Linked DNA regions of Sus scrofa: region 2 is linked to region 1. Evidence: chromatin contacts called from public Hi-C data. All regions are on one chromosome and are shown on one strand. The core of a region is the stretch at or near the end of the contact, and the rest is flanking DNA. Distances in the headings are between cores, read along the strand shown.

The links. Hi-C and Micro-C count contacts between places; a contact is called where the count stands out from the background.
Region 2: a Hi-C map of skeletal muscle shows a contact between it and region 1, with 2.7 times the contacts expected there. The contact joins the enhancer-like site here to the promoter of XPO4 in region 1. A contact is called at or near these places in 1 of 5 promoter capture datasets (liver), 6 of 47 Hi-C or Micro-C datasets (fetal heart ventricle, heart right ventricle, liver and 2 more) and 1 of 2 datasets of contacts at active chromatin or transcription factors (skeletal muscle).

Annotation. Positions count from the first base shown.
Region 1 is chr11:1,205,485-1,211,967 of Sscrofa11.1, reverse strand. XPO4 (exportin-4) reads left to right here and starts at 3,880. Exons shown (of 21, transcript XR_002336598.1): 1 at 3,880-3,954.
Region 2 is chr11:1,056,594-1,063,076 of Sscrofa11.1, reverse strand. The region is part of intron 2 of IL17D (interleukin-17D); the gene reads right to left. It overlaps EEF1AKMT1 (protein-lysine N-methyltransferase N6AMT2), which reads left to right. Exons shown (of 5, transcript XM_021065435.1): 5 at 1-6,483. Among named protein-coding and RNA genes, the nearest start is that of IL17D, 31 kb to the right of the region's middle. Within about 2 kb of position 4,191, at least 24 of the 83 cell types and tissues checked have an H3K27ac peak or open chromatin away from gene starts, as enhancers often do. A contact at or near this core is called in skeletal muscle, where this site is marked.

The DNA of each region.
Region 1 (6,483 bases), core at 2,631-5,130:
AGGGACTGAACCCGCAACCTCATGGTTCCTAGTCGGATTCGTTAACCACTGCGCCACGACGGGAACTCCTGTTTTCTTTTTTTAAAGTATATTTGATTTACAATGTTGTATTGGTTTCAGGTGTACAGCAAAGTGATTCAGTTATAAATTATATGTGGAGTTCCTGTCCTGGTGAAGCGGAAACAAATCCGACTAGGAACCATGAGGTTTCGGGTTCAATCCCTGGCCTTGCTCCGTGGATTAAGGATCTGGCGTTGCCGTGAGCTGTGGTGTAGTTCGCAGACGTGGCTCGGATCTGGGGTTACTGTGGCTCTGGCGTAGGCCGGTGGCTACAGCTCCGATTCAACCCCTAGCCTGGGAACCTCCACATGCCACGAGTGTGGCCCTAAAAGGACAAAAAAACAAACAAAAAGTTATATGTGCATGTATTCTTTTTCAGATTCTTTTCCATTACAGGTTTTACTATAAGACACTGAAAACAGTTCTCGGTGCTACACAGTAGGTCTTTGCTGGTTACCTAGTTTATGTATAGTAGCGTGTATCTGTTAGTCTTAAATTTCTAATTTACTCCTTCCCCTCCTTTCCTCTTTGGTAAACGTGAGTTTGTTTTCTGTGTCTGAGTCTATTTCTGTTTTATAGATAGGTCATTTGTATCAGGTTTTTTTTTTTTTTTTTTTTTGGTCTTTTTGCCATTTCTTGGGCTGTTCCCGAGGCAAATGGAGGTTCCCAGGCTAGGGTTGAATTGGAGCTATAGCCACTGGCCTGCACCACAGCCACAGCAATGCCAGATTCGAGCCGTGTCTGTAACCTACACCACAGCTCACGGCAACACCAGATCCTTAACCCACTGAGCGAGGCCAGGGATCGGACCTGGGTCCTCAGGGGTACTAGTCAGATTTGTTTCCACCGAGCCTCAACGGGAACTCCTCCTACAGTCAGGTTGTTAACCCACTGTGCAACAGTGGGAACTCCCCAAATTAGTTTTTTTTTTTCTTTTTGTCTTTTTAGGGCAGCATAAATGTGTAGCCAATGGAGGTTCCCAGACTAGGGGTAAAACAGGAGTCGCAGATGTCACCTACACCACAGCCATAGAAACTCCATAGCATCTGCAATGTAAAGCTGCAGCTTTCAGCAAAGCCAGATCTTTAACCCTCTGGTTGAGGCCAGGGATCGAACTCCAATTCTCAAAGATACTAGTCAGGTTCTTAACCTGCTGAGCCACAACAGGAACTCCGGTAGAGACATACTGAATTTTTATCTTTTCTGGATATATGCCTTGGAGTGGGATTGCTGGATCATATGGTATTTTTGTTTTTTTTGAGGAACCTCCACATTGTTCTCTGCAGTAGCTCCATCGATATACATTCCCACCAACAGTGTAGGAGAGTTCCCTTTTCTCCACACCTTCTCCAGGACTTACTATTCATATATTTATTTTGTTTCTTAGGGCCACAGTTGCGGCATATGAAAGTTCCCAGGCTAGGGGTTGAATCAGAGCTGCAGCTGCAGGCCTACACCATAGGCACAGCAATGCCAGATCTGAGCCACATCTTTGACCTACGCCACAGTTGTCAGCAACCCCAAATCCTTAACCCACTGAGCAAGGCCAGGGATCGAACCCGCATCCTCATGGATTCTAGTCAGGTTCCTAACCTGCTGGGCCACAATGGGAACTCCGGTAGAGACATTCTGACATCTTTTTGCAGACTGCTTTACAGATGTTCGTTGATTTACGATAGGGTTATATTCCAATAAGCACAGTGTTAAATTGAAAATGTATTTAATACACCTAACCTACCAAACATCATAGTTTAGCATAGTTTACCTTAAACATTCTTAGAACACTTAACATTAGCTTCCAGTAGGGTAAAATCACTACCAGAGAGCCTATTTTATTTTTTACTATATTATTATCATTTTTTTTTTGGTCTTTTTAGGGCCGCTCCTGCAGCATATGGCGGTTTCCAGGCTAGGGGTCAAATCAGAGCTACAGCTGCCAGCCTACACCACAGCCACAGCAACGCAGGATCTGAGCCACGTCTTCGACCTACACCACAGCTCATGGCAACGCGGGATCCTTAACCCACTGAGCAAGGCCGGGGATCGAACCGCGTCCCCATGGATGCTAGTTAGGTTCGTTACCAATAAGCCTCGACGGGAACTCCATTATTTTTTATTATCTTTAATTGCAGTATAGCTGATTTACAATGTTGTGTTCACCTCTGCTGTACAGCAAAGTGACTCAGGTTTTTAAAATATTCTTTTACATGTTTTTCCATTGTGGTTTACCACAGGCCATTGAATATAGTTCCCTTTGCTATATAGTAGGACCTTCTGGTTTATCCATTCAGTACATTGGTTTGCATCTGCTAACCCCAAATTCCCAATCCCCCACCCCCCACCCCCAGCCCCCTTGGGACCAAAGTCTGTTGTGTCATAGAAAGGTTCATTTGCGTCATATTTTAGCGTCCACATCCAAGTAATATATTTGTCTTTCTGACCTACTTCCCTTAGTATGATGGGCCTCTAGATTCATCTATGTTGTTGCAAAATGCCATTTCAGTTTTTTTTTTTTTGTGCCTGGTGGCATATGGAGTCTGCGTGGCCAGGTATCACATCTTAGCCGCAGTCTTGATCTAAGCCACAGCTGTAGCAACGCAGAATCCTTACTCCACTTTGGGATTTAACCTGCCTCCCAGCCTTCCAAGACGCCTCTGCCAACCCTGTTTGTGCCACAGCGGTAACTCCCTCATATCAGTCTCTGTCACAGAGCTTATTTACTTCAAGCACAGCTTCTAATGAACAGGTACTGCTTTCACACCAGAGAAAAGTCGAAAAATCATTAAATCCCAACCACCAGTCCTTAGTGAAATATTAGTGAATGTGTTCTATTTGTGAGTCACTAGGTTAACCGCACAACAGAGTAAAAAAGGCCCTTAACTGCACTCACTGTGACCTTGGTAATGAAATAAAAGGTACTTTATTTCTCAAACAATAAAAACCTTGTTAATTCACTTCCTCAAGCTCAAGCTGCAGAGATGCCAAGTTAAGAAACCCATTTTTCAGTGGAGCTAATAATACAGTTCTGTTGCAGTGACAAAAAACCAAAAAAACAAAACAAAAAACCCCCCTCCAAAACATGGCTTACTTTTAACTGGAAAAAGAAATTTCAACAGGACGCTTACAAACACTGAAGTAAAGTTTGACTTTCTGTGTGGCCCCAAGAAGCAGAACGGCCCCCAAAAGTTTACGGTACAGTAGAAGCTTAGAGCAAGTAGATGTCAACTCGGAACAAAACACGCTCCTCGTCCAAACAAGGTTCCTAACGGTTAAAGCTGGTTTGAACTCGGCAGCAGCTGCTCTCAGGTCCAGGGGGAGGGAAAGGGGCTCTGCGATCCGCGGACGGACCTTTCCGCCGGAGTCCACACCTGACATCACTCTGCCGAGGTCCTCGCACAACAAACGCGAGTAGCGCGTTCTCCGAACGCAGGCCTCCAGGCCGGGTTCCTGCCGGTTCGCTGCCGGCGGGGCGGCCCGGAAAGGGAACCGCGGGCACGGGATGCGCTTCCCGGGGGGGCTCGGAGACGAACCCGGCCGCGGGCCCTGCAGGCCGCTTTCCCCGTCGGGAACGCGGCCGCGGCGCAGAGGACACGGAGGGGTCGGAAGCGCCGTCGGGAGAGGCGGCGGGAAGCGCGCCGGGTCGGGCTGGTGCCGGGGAAGCAAGCTCCCGCCGGCCACCCTGACCCCGCGACCTCGCGACCCCGCGTCGACGTCGGCGGCGGCGACGGCTCCGGCGGGAGCGCGCGAGCCCGGGGCGCCGTGCGATTGGCCGGCCCGGCGCCCGCTCCCAGAATGCAGCGCATGGCGCGTCATTGAAGAGAGACCATGATGGCGGCGGCGCTGGGGCCCCCAGAAGTGATCGCTCAGCTGGAGAACGCGGCCAAAGTTCTGATGGTGAGTGGCCGCACCCCCGCGCCCCGCGCCCGCGGCCTCTGGCCACCCTGCCGCTCTCGGCCTTCTCACCCGCCGGGCTGGCGACTGGCCGGGGCCTCCCGGGAGCCTGGAGCTGGAGGAGGCGGCGGTGGCGTGGCGCAGGACTCTTGCCTCCGGCTGTGCGTCCGCCTCTGAGCCCCTTGCCGGACTGTCCCTTCTCCGGGTGTCCGGCGCCCCAGCCGCGCCGCGGAACGGGGGCACCGAAGGAAAGCGGGTTCCTGTGCCACTGCCCTCACCGTGCGGGGTCGAGGGGAGGCGGGAGCCGGGTCGGGGGCTTGTGCGCGCCGCTGGGGAGTCGGTGCAGGCGGCGAAGGGCTGTCCAGGCTCGGGTGCTATTAGCAGCTCCTGTTCCCCTTGTGCCTTCGGGTTCCTGAGGGCGTTCTCCGATCTGCAGCCGCGGCTGGGCAACCGCAGCCGGCCGCACGTGGAAGGACCGACAGGAAGGAGAGAGGAGAGTGTTAGGGACCAAGGTCATTGGGGCAAAACTGGGTTAACTATAGAGCTGCCTGTGGCTCGCGCATTGAGGAGAGTTGGATCTACGGGCCTCTTTGACTTTTTTCTTAAACTACAACACAAGGAACGACTTGGAGTGTAGGTTATTTCTTCAACAGTGCAGGTAAGGCTAAGTCAAAGGATAAAGCCTTCCACGCAGGGAGTAGAAGGAAGGATAAACTGTATTCACCTACTCAGTGAGCTCTGCATTTGCAGGGCCAGTTTTGTTTTTGTAAACCACGACTTTGGTGTTTGTAGATTTTTATTGGAAGTTAGAGGCTTATTTGATTACTTGAATTGAATCAGCCTTTCTAAGAATTGAATGCAGCCAGATTCCTTACTTTTTTGCATCTTCTTTCCCCCTTTGGGTTCCGGTGTTTGGATTATGTGTTCAAGCATCACATTTAAAAAGATTTGAACTAAATCTAGCATCGTTTGTAGTTCTGTTTATCAAGTTTGGTTTTCACGCACAACACCAGGTAGCTCATAAAACTGAGACGTCTTATCAAAAGCAGGATTTACTTGCTGCCTTATGGGCAGAGTAAATTGTTTTATCACAAACTTGACTAGATAACATTTTCAGATTCTTGCAACTTAAGTCTAGAAAAACTTAGCTACTCTTCTCCTTAATATGAGTTTTAAAAATCTCTGCCTTATACCATTTCCTGAAGTAACTGAAAAATTTCCAGGAGCTAAAGGCCCCATATTTTTCAGACTTTGGAAGGAGGCTTTGACCCAAAAAACGGTTGCTTTAGTTTTTCTATTGATAAGATAAAATCAGCGACCTTCATCATTGGCCTGAGTGTTGGTTAGTATTTGTGCTTGCTGGTACTTTCTGTCTTCTCTGGCAAAGCTAGTTTTTCACTTGTAAGGGAGGGGCCGAGAAAAATTCTACTACGTGCCACACACTGTGTTTGATGCTTTACGTACTCTGTTAATCCTTGCACTGGTTAACGCGGATGAGAGAGAGTTTAAGTGGCCAATTTAGGTCTAGGACTCAGATCTGTCTAGCTCTAAAGCCAGGTCCCTTTCCACTCCATCTCACCACCTCTCATATGTGTTATATAGATATCCATTTCCATACTTTTTTATTTTATTTTTCTCTTTTTCTTTTCTTTTTAGGGCGGGATCTGTGGCCTATGGAAGTTCCCAGGCTAGTGGTTGAATCCAAGCTGCAGCTGCCCGCCTACACTACAGCCATAGCAGGGCCTGATCCGAGCCACATCTGTGACTTACACCTCAGCTCAGCTCGTAGTAACGCCAGATCCTTTAACCTGCTCCTCAAGGCCAGGGATTGAACTTGCATCCTCATGGATACTATTTGGATTCCTAACCTACTGAGCTGCAATGGGAACGCCCATCCATTTACATACTTTTAAATCTTTGCAGAGAAGACTGTTAAGAAAAAGTTATTAAAAATAGGAAGTTGCTTTTTGACAATGTCCCCTTACTGTTCAAAAATGTGTACCAAAATGTGGAAGAGTAGCAATTGCTGCATTATTTCTCAGTATGAAAGCTGCGTTCCATTTTATTGTAATTAATAATAGTAGCTCACTTTTGAGTGCTTATCATGTGTGAGGCCATGCACTTTACATATATTACTGTATTTAATCCTCAGTAACTGAGGTAGTTAGTACTTTCATTTTCATTTTATAGTCTAAGGGACGGAAACATGTAGAGGCTAAGTAATTTACCCACATTTTCAACTCAGGTCTCTGTTACCAGTCTGTGGTTCTTTTGTCTTTTGTCTTTTTTTGTTGTTGTTGTTGTTGTTGCTATTTCTTGGGCCGCTCCCGCGGCATATGGAGGTTCCCAAGCTAGGGGATGAATCGGAGCTGTAGCCACCGGCCTACGCCAGAGCCACAGCAACGCGGGGTCCGAGCCGCGTCTGCAACCTACACCACAGCTCACGGCAACGCCGGATCGTTAACCCACTGAGCAAGGGCAGGGACCGAACCCGCAACCTCATGGTTCCTAGTCGGATTCGTTAATCACTGC
Region 2 (6,483 bases), core at 2,942-5,441, 150 kb after region 1:
TTTGCCTCCAAAGGCCTCCGGGACCTGGTCCTCACCCCGCCTTCCCAGCAGCCTTTCTGCCTCCTCCCAGGGCGGGACCCTGGGCAGGGGCCACTGCCAAGTATCTGCTCCGATCCGCCTCAGTTCCACGCAGACTTGCCACGTGTTAAGGTTCAGGGCAAGTCGTCCATACCCTGGCCTAAGGAAGTCTGAACCCTCCTGAGTCTTTGAGCCAGAACTGCACACCGTCTTCCCCTGGAGGGTAAGGACTCGGCCTGAGGCTCCGCCACCCCCCCCCAGTGCCCCCCGTGGAGGAGGAGTTCAGGACTCCTCAGCTGCCTGAGGTCAGTCTAAGACCCTCACTGAAAATTACAAGGGAAAGGCATTTATATCCAATCCCGTTCAACATTATTCAACAAACACCTGCGTGCCCACGCTTCAGGCAGTGGCAATGTAGCTGAAATACCGTAAGGACCTGCCATCCGAGGACTCCCACTGTGGGGGGGGGGCAAACAGTCACGCCGCCATGGCAGCACAGGGGGCTTCCGGGCAAAGTGGTACCTGCACGGATTCAGCGGGATGAGGAAGGGAGGAAGGGCGTTAGGGCAGCGGTCAGAGCCTGGATTGGAAAGCCCATGGCTGAGTCACAACCGCAGCACAGGAGAACTGAAGGGTGGGGCTGGAGCATCTGAGGCGGAGGTGGCCGGGACCCTGAAGGCCAGGGGATGGCGGAGCAGGCGGCCCAGCCAGCAGGTCCCGCAGGCCAGAGTGAAAGACGGTCTGAAGCCCAAGGGCGCACCTGGCTGAAGGCGGACGGTAATCACGAGCATGTCGACAGAAGTTAAAAAAGCTCACTCATGGGAGTGTGGAGAGATGCCGAAAAAAGAAACGCAAAGAGCCTTGAGAAACCATCGACAGAAGCAAAGGGCAACCCACTAGGGGGGAGACGATTTGTACAAAATCCACCTGATGGGGTTAACCCAGAATAAACCCAAAGTCACAGACGTCAATACCGTTACTGAGACCTGAAGAGACATTTTTCCAAAGACGACATACAGAGGTGGTCACTAGGCACATGGCAGGGTTCTCACCGTGGCCCATCAGGGAAACGCAAAGCCAAACCACAAGCAGGTTCCCTCACATCATCGGCAGACAAGAAGTAACAGGTGTTGTGGACACAGGGACCCCGTGCACTGTTGGCGGGAAGGGCAGCTGGTGCAGACACTGCGCAGAACAGCGTGAAGAGGCCTCCAAAAGTTAAGCAGAGCTGCTCTGTGATACAGCGATTCCCTCTGAAGAAACAAAACACTCCCTTGAAAAGAGGTATGATCACTGCAGCATCTACGGTAGGTGAGTGTCCGCCACGGAGGAGCAGATGAGAACACGTGGTACGTACCCACACACCCTGGAGTATCACTCAGCCGTGATAAAGGGTGGAGTCTTGCCATCTGCAACCACACGGATACACCCCGAAGGCATTATGCTAAGTGAGATGAGTTAGAAATACGAACACTAGAGGGTCTCACTCAGACGTGAAATCTAAACAAAAAACAACCCAGTCGAAGATACAGAGGACAGACAGGTGTCTGCCAGAGGCGGGGGAGGTGGTGGCAAATGGTGCAGGGGTCAGAATAAGTCCTGGCTCCGCGTGTGACACGGCAGCTAGTTCACGGCACCGTACTGCAAACCTGATGGCTACTGACAGGGTTGTTTTGTTTGGTGGCATACGAGGCACATGGAAGCTCCCCGGCCAGGGACTGAATCCGAGCCACCTCTGGCCACACTGGATCCTTAACCCACTGAGCCACAGCAGGACCCCCGGGAGGTGTGAACTCTTAAGTGTGTCAATGGCGGTGTGGTTTTGTTTAATACAGAGTCCTTTTCTTTCCAAGAAACTGCCAAACTCACAGGCGTGTGTACACAGACACGAACAGACAACGTGGCCGCTGGATCTGCCACGGCGGGTCAGCAGGGCCCTCCGTTCAGCCCAGCCTGACAGACCAGGGGGAGCACGGGGCAGCCGTGCAGGGGCCGCCTTGAAGGCCGAAGCCAAGGTCTGGATCTGCAGGTCACGGGAACACGAGGGGGGAGCTGACAGGCTGGGCTGACTACGGTGTAGACGCGGTGCGGGGTGGGAGCCCGCACACCCTTCAGGCGGCTTCCTCGCCCTGGACCCGAGGCTGAGCGAGGGCATCAAGATCCCTGCCCAACAAGCGGGGTTTCTCTGAACACAGGTGACAGTCCCCGGGTCACTTGCTGGTCCCAGATGTTTGGGCGGGTCAGAGGCTCACGCGGTGATAACATCCACCCCACCCCGCCAGTCGGCCGGAGGGACTGAAGTTCCCACTGTCACCGGCCACCTCCGGCCACAGCTCCGGGACGGTGAGACTCCTGCTCCCCCTCCCCCACCTCCGGGGATGCGGTCGACGACAGTCCGAGGGGGATGCCGGGCACACAGCCACCTGAGCCCCAGCACCAAGGGTGGGCCCACGGCTCCCCTGGAGAACAGCCGCTGGGTCAGGAGCAACATCTAGAAGCCTCGGGACGGACGCAGAGCCAAGCCCCCACCCCAACCTCCCGGGCACCTCCTCGGCCAGGCTGCCTCTGGGTAAAGCAGGCTGCCACGGACACAGTGTCCAGAACCATCAGGGGTCCCTTCTGTCACCGAACAAGAGCCTGTGGGCTGCTCCCTCCGCTCGGCCTCAGCCTCCAGTCCGGCCGCGGTGCGCCTGGCGGGGACGTGGGCAGGATGGGCCCTGAGGGTACCGCTTGGCCAGAGGGAGCGACAGCTGGGCCGGCTTAATCCAGGAACAAAGGGCAATGAGGAGAGGTGACAGAAACCCGGCCCGGGGGAACGCGGGACAGCAGGGCCAGGGGGAGAGCTGCCCGGGCCCTGAGCCGCGTAGGAAACAATTCGAAGCGCTCTGGGAGGTTGGCGAGCCGTGCAGGGCAGCGCCGGGCTCAGACCCACACAACTGGCATCTTTACACACAAACCCACCTCCCCACTTGGCAGAAGACATGAGGAGCGGCAGCTCCAGCAGCAGAGGCTCAGGATGACGGCTTCGTCCCCAGCGCCCTGAGCCCCCGGGCGCAGTGCAGAGATGGGCCAAGGTCAACAGGCCTCCTCCAGGGTGGCCTGGAGGGAGCAAGAGGCCAGCCTACAGCTTTGATCCGACCTAGGTGACACTGCCTTGCTGGCGCTCTGCACAGTGGAGGGGTGGCTTCTTGGTGACAGGACTAAAAACGCGCTACTTTAGCCATGGCTTCTGCTTAGAAAAGACACCCGTGGTCCACGGAGTTTCCAGGGGCTCAGGGGTCTCCAGGTCAGGCCACACCCGCGCAGACTCCCACTTCCCTCAGAACCTGGCCAGCTGGCCCTGAGATTCGGGCCGAGAAGCACGTAGACAGTTTGGAGGAAACTGTCTACGTGCAGACGGGGGGGGGGGGGTCTCTCCAGCAGATGCTGTAACGCTGGCAGTTCTGAGGGTAACCGGCTCCCTCCCCAGGAGCCCAGGTTTCTCCGGCACGTGGGCGCCTGCAGGAAGGCAGAACCGAGGTTTCCAAACTGGTTCAGAACCGCGTGGGGCCCGTGAAAAGCAGATTCTCACACTTCACCCCCAATCTGGAACCCCGCTTGCTGGAGGCCCCAGCCCAGACTCCACGGCCAATGGGAAACTGGGTGCGTGTCCCCAGCCCCCTGCAGTCTCGTGACCTCCCCACAAGGACTCCCAGGCCAAGGAGTCTACTGCACAGGACTGAGGAGTCTAATGCACAAGGTCTTAGCTCTTTGCTGGAGGCACAAACAGGCTGCTGGATCTCAGGATTTGACCACTGTCCCCTCCCCAGGTACAGGGCTCAAGTGGTGGGGGGGTCAGAAAAACACCAGGGATCCCTCACCTGCTGAGCCCCAGGCCTAACAGGTCACTGACACCCCATCTGTTCCTCCTGGACAGGCCCTGCCATGGGGGTGGGGACAGGCAGCCAGTGGGGAGGGAGGGCTGCAGGCAGGGGACTGGGGACAGGAGACCACGGACCTGCCCGCCCTCCTGTCACTCCGGGCACCACTGCCAGGGCGCCCAGAAAACTGCCCTCCACCTGACAAAACCCGAGTGTGAGCCTCCCGGGGGAGGGGACACAGATAGACTCTGCTGGCCAAGGACACACAGGGGTCGGGCCATCTGGGGCCGAGGCCATCCTGCAGCACGAAGCTTGGCATCAGGGCAGCCCTGACATGAAGCCAGGAATGCCACCAGAGCCAGAGCCATACAGACACCCCTCCCTCGGCACCCCCAGGGCGGGCCTGCACCAGCACTCAGCCAGGCCCCTGGAAAAGGGTAAAAGCTCGGATTCCACGAAGGGTCTCTCTGCTCATCTGGCAGCTCAGGGCAGACAGACGAACCGCCTGGAAGAGAATCCAGGGCAAAAGCTCTGCCGAGGGACCAAGAGATGGAGTGAATAAGCCGAATTTCTCAAAGTTCTCAGTGTGGCTCAGATGCCACACATGCAGGGCAGCTGGGGGAGTCTCTTCAAAGCAGAACAGCTCTCACCCACGGGACGCGCGCCGCCGCCAGGGAAGCCGCAGAATCTGGGCTCGGCGCCACCTTGGTGCCCGTCCTGGGCGCTGGCGGGCGGAGGTCACAGGGCCTCGAAGGGCCCGCCAGGGCATTTTCCCCTCGACCACACCGGTCGGGGCGGCCCCCACGATCTCCACAGCCTCCCGGCCCTTCCCAGCAACGAACACTCGGAGGGATCCACCGGCGTCCTGGCGCCTCCGAGTCAGGAGCGCAGACACTGGGCTCGAGCGGGACCGGGGGGCGACGGCGGCATGGCCGGTCACGCGGCAGGACGTGAGCAGGTGGCTGACCCAGGACACTCAGGGCGACCCGGGCAGACCTCTCACCTGTCACATCCCCGCCGCAGGACAGCTGGGGCTTTGCGTGCCAGGGCGCCTTTTCTACCCGGCGTGGAGGCCACGCCCCAGGTGCCCGCGGTCTCCGCTGGGGACACCCGCTCCTTCCCCCTCCTCTGCCCCTCCTCACGGAGAGCACAGCGGCGCTGCGCGGGGCTGCACCGCACACACGGCACTGGAAGCCAGATGGCTGTCTGGGCTTTACAACCTCAGGACCAACGAGCGCGGAGGCCGGGACCTTGCCGGGCGCGTGGAGATCCCGGCGGGCTGGAGGGAGGGCGGCCGGTGCTGCCCCCTGCCGGCCACCTGCCGGGCCGGCAGGCTCCCGCCCGGCCCGAGGGGACCTGGGGCCCGAACACAGGTCTGAGCTGCCCACAGGGAGCGGGGAAGCAGAGAGAAAGACCGGAGGGGACACGGGGCTCGGACAGTTGTAAGAACTTGATCCAGGGCACCGCCTCATAGTGGATGCGACGAACAGGTGACACTGCTGGGTGGGGGGGTAAATACCCTTCCTACCTCAACCCTCCCGGGACCCTGCTGCTCAGCATCCAGGGACGGACCTGTGGGCATCTCGTTTCCCAGCCTGGGGCGGTGTGACCTCGTGCCCCCACGAGCTGGAAGCTGAGGCCGCCGCGCCCATTCCTGAGTCACCAGCTGGAAGTTCTGGGAACAGAGAGTAGTGCCAGCCAGGCCCTCGGAGGGAAAATTCCAGGCTTCCAGACACTTCCTAACTCCCCCCACCCCCGGCCCATCCACCCTGTCTGCTCCTCTTCCATCACCTTGCTGGCTGTTCGCGGAGCTGCTTGCTGCAAAACAAATGTAGCTGTAGTCTCTTCAATTCCCAGGAGGAATTTATAGAGAAAAGTAATAAAGCCTAAAAATAAACGGTTGTGAAAAGTCTTTACACAACTACACAAAACTGAAAAGCATCCACAAGTCAACATTACTTAGAGAGTTGGTAGGCGTCTCTCTTTGGGGTTTCAACAGAACTGAGGGCTGTGTATCTTTAAGCCTTAATAAACCTCAGTGTTTTTACAGTATGTTTCTCATTATGTCAGTATGGCTTAAAAAACCTATTGAGCCATCACATTCATTTTATTTTTGGCCTATTTGTTGCTAACTCTTAAAAGAAACAAACATGATGCCACAAAGTAAATGAGACCGTATGTTGATACTCTGGAGGCTGAGTGTTGCTTTTCTAACAGCCCAGCAGTGCGGGCACAGCCAGCAGAACAGGAGCGGTCAGGCCTGGGTGTGGCTCCCCCTGCCTGGCCCCCACCGAGGGCATCTGAGGGACTTTGCCAGGAGCCCCTGGTCCCCCCGAGCCCCAGCTCTGGGTCAATCATAGGCTGTCGTGACCTGCTGACACTTTGCTGCTTCAGCACCTGCTCTCTGCTCATGACTGGTGAATTTCCCGCTCTGCGCTCAATTTGACACGTGAGATGCTGGCCCTTATGCGGAGCTTGGCCGGGATGGTGGAGCAGGAAGAGCCCGGCTTCCCGCCCCTCAGAGGCACACGAAAATGACCCCGTTTCTCTAGGGATGAATAACGACGGAACGAAGGAGCCGGTCGGAAGGGAAGTGGCAGTGCAG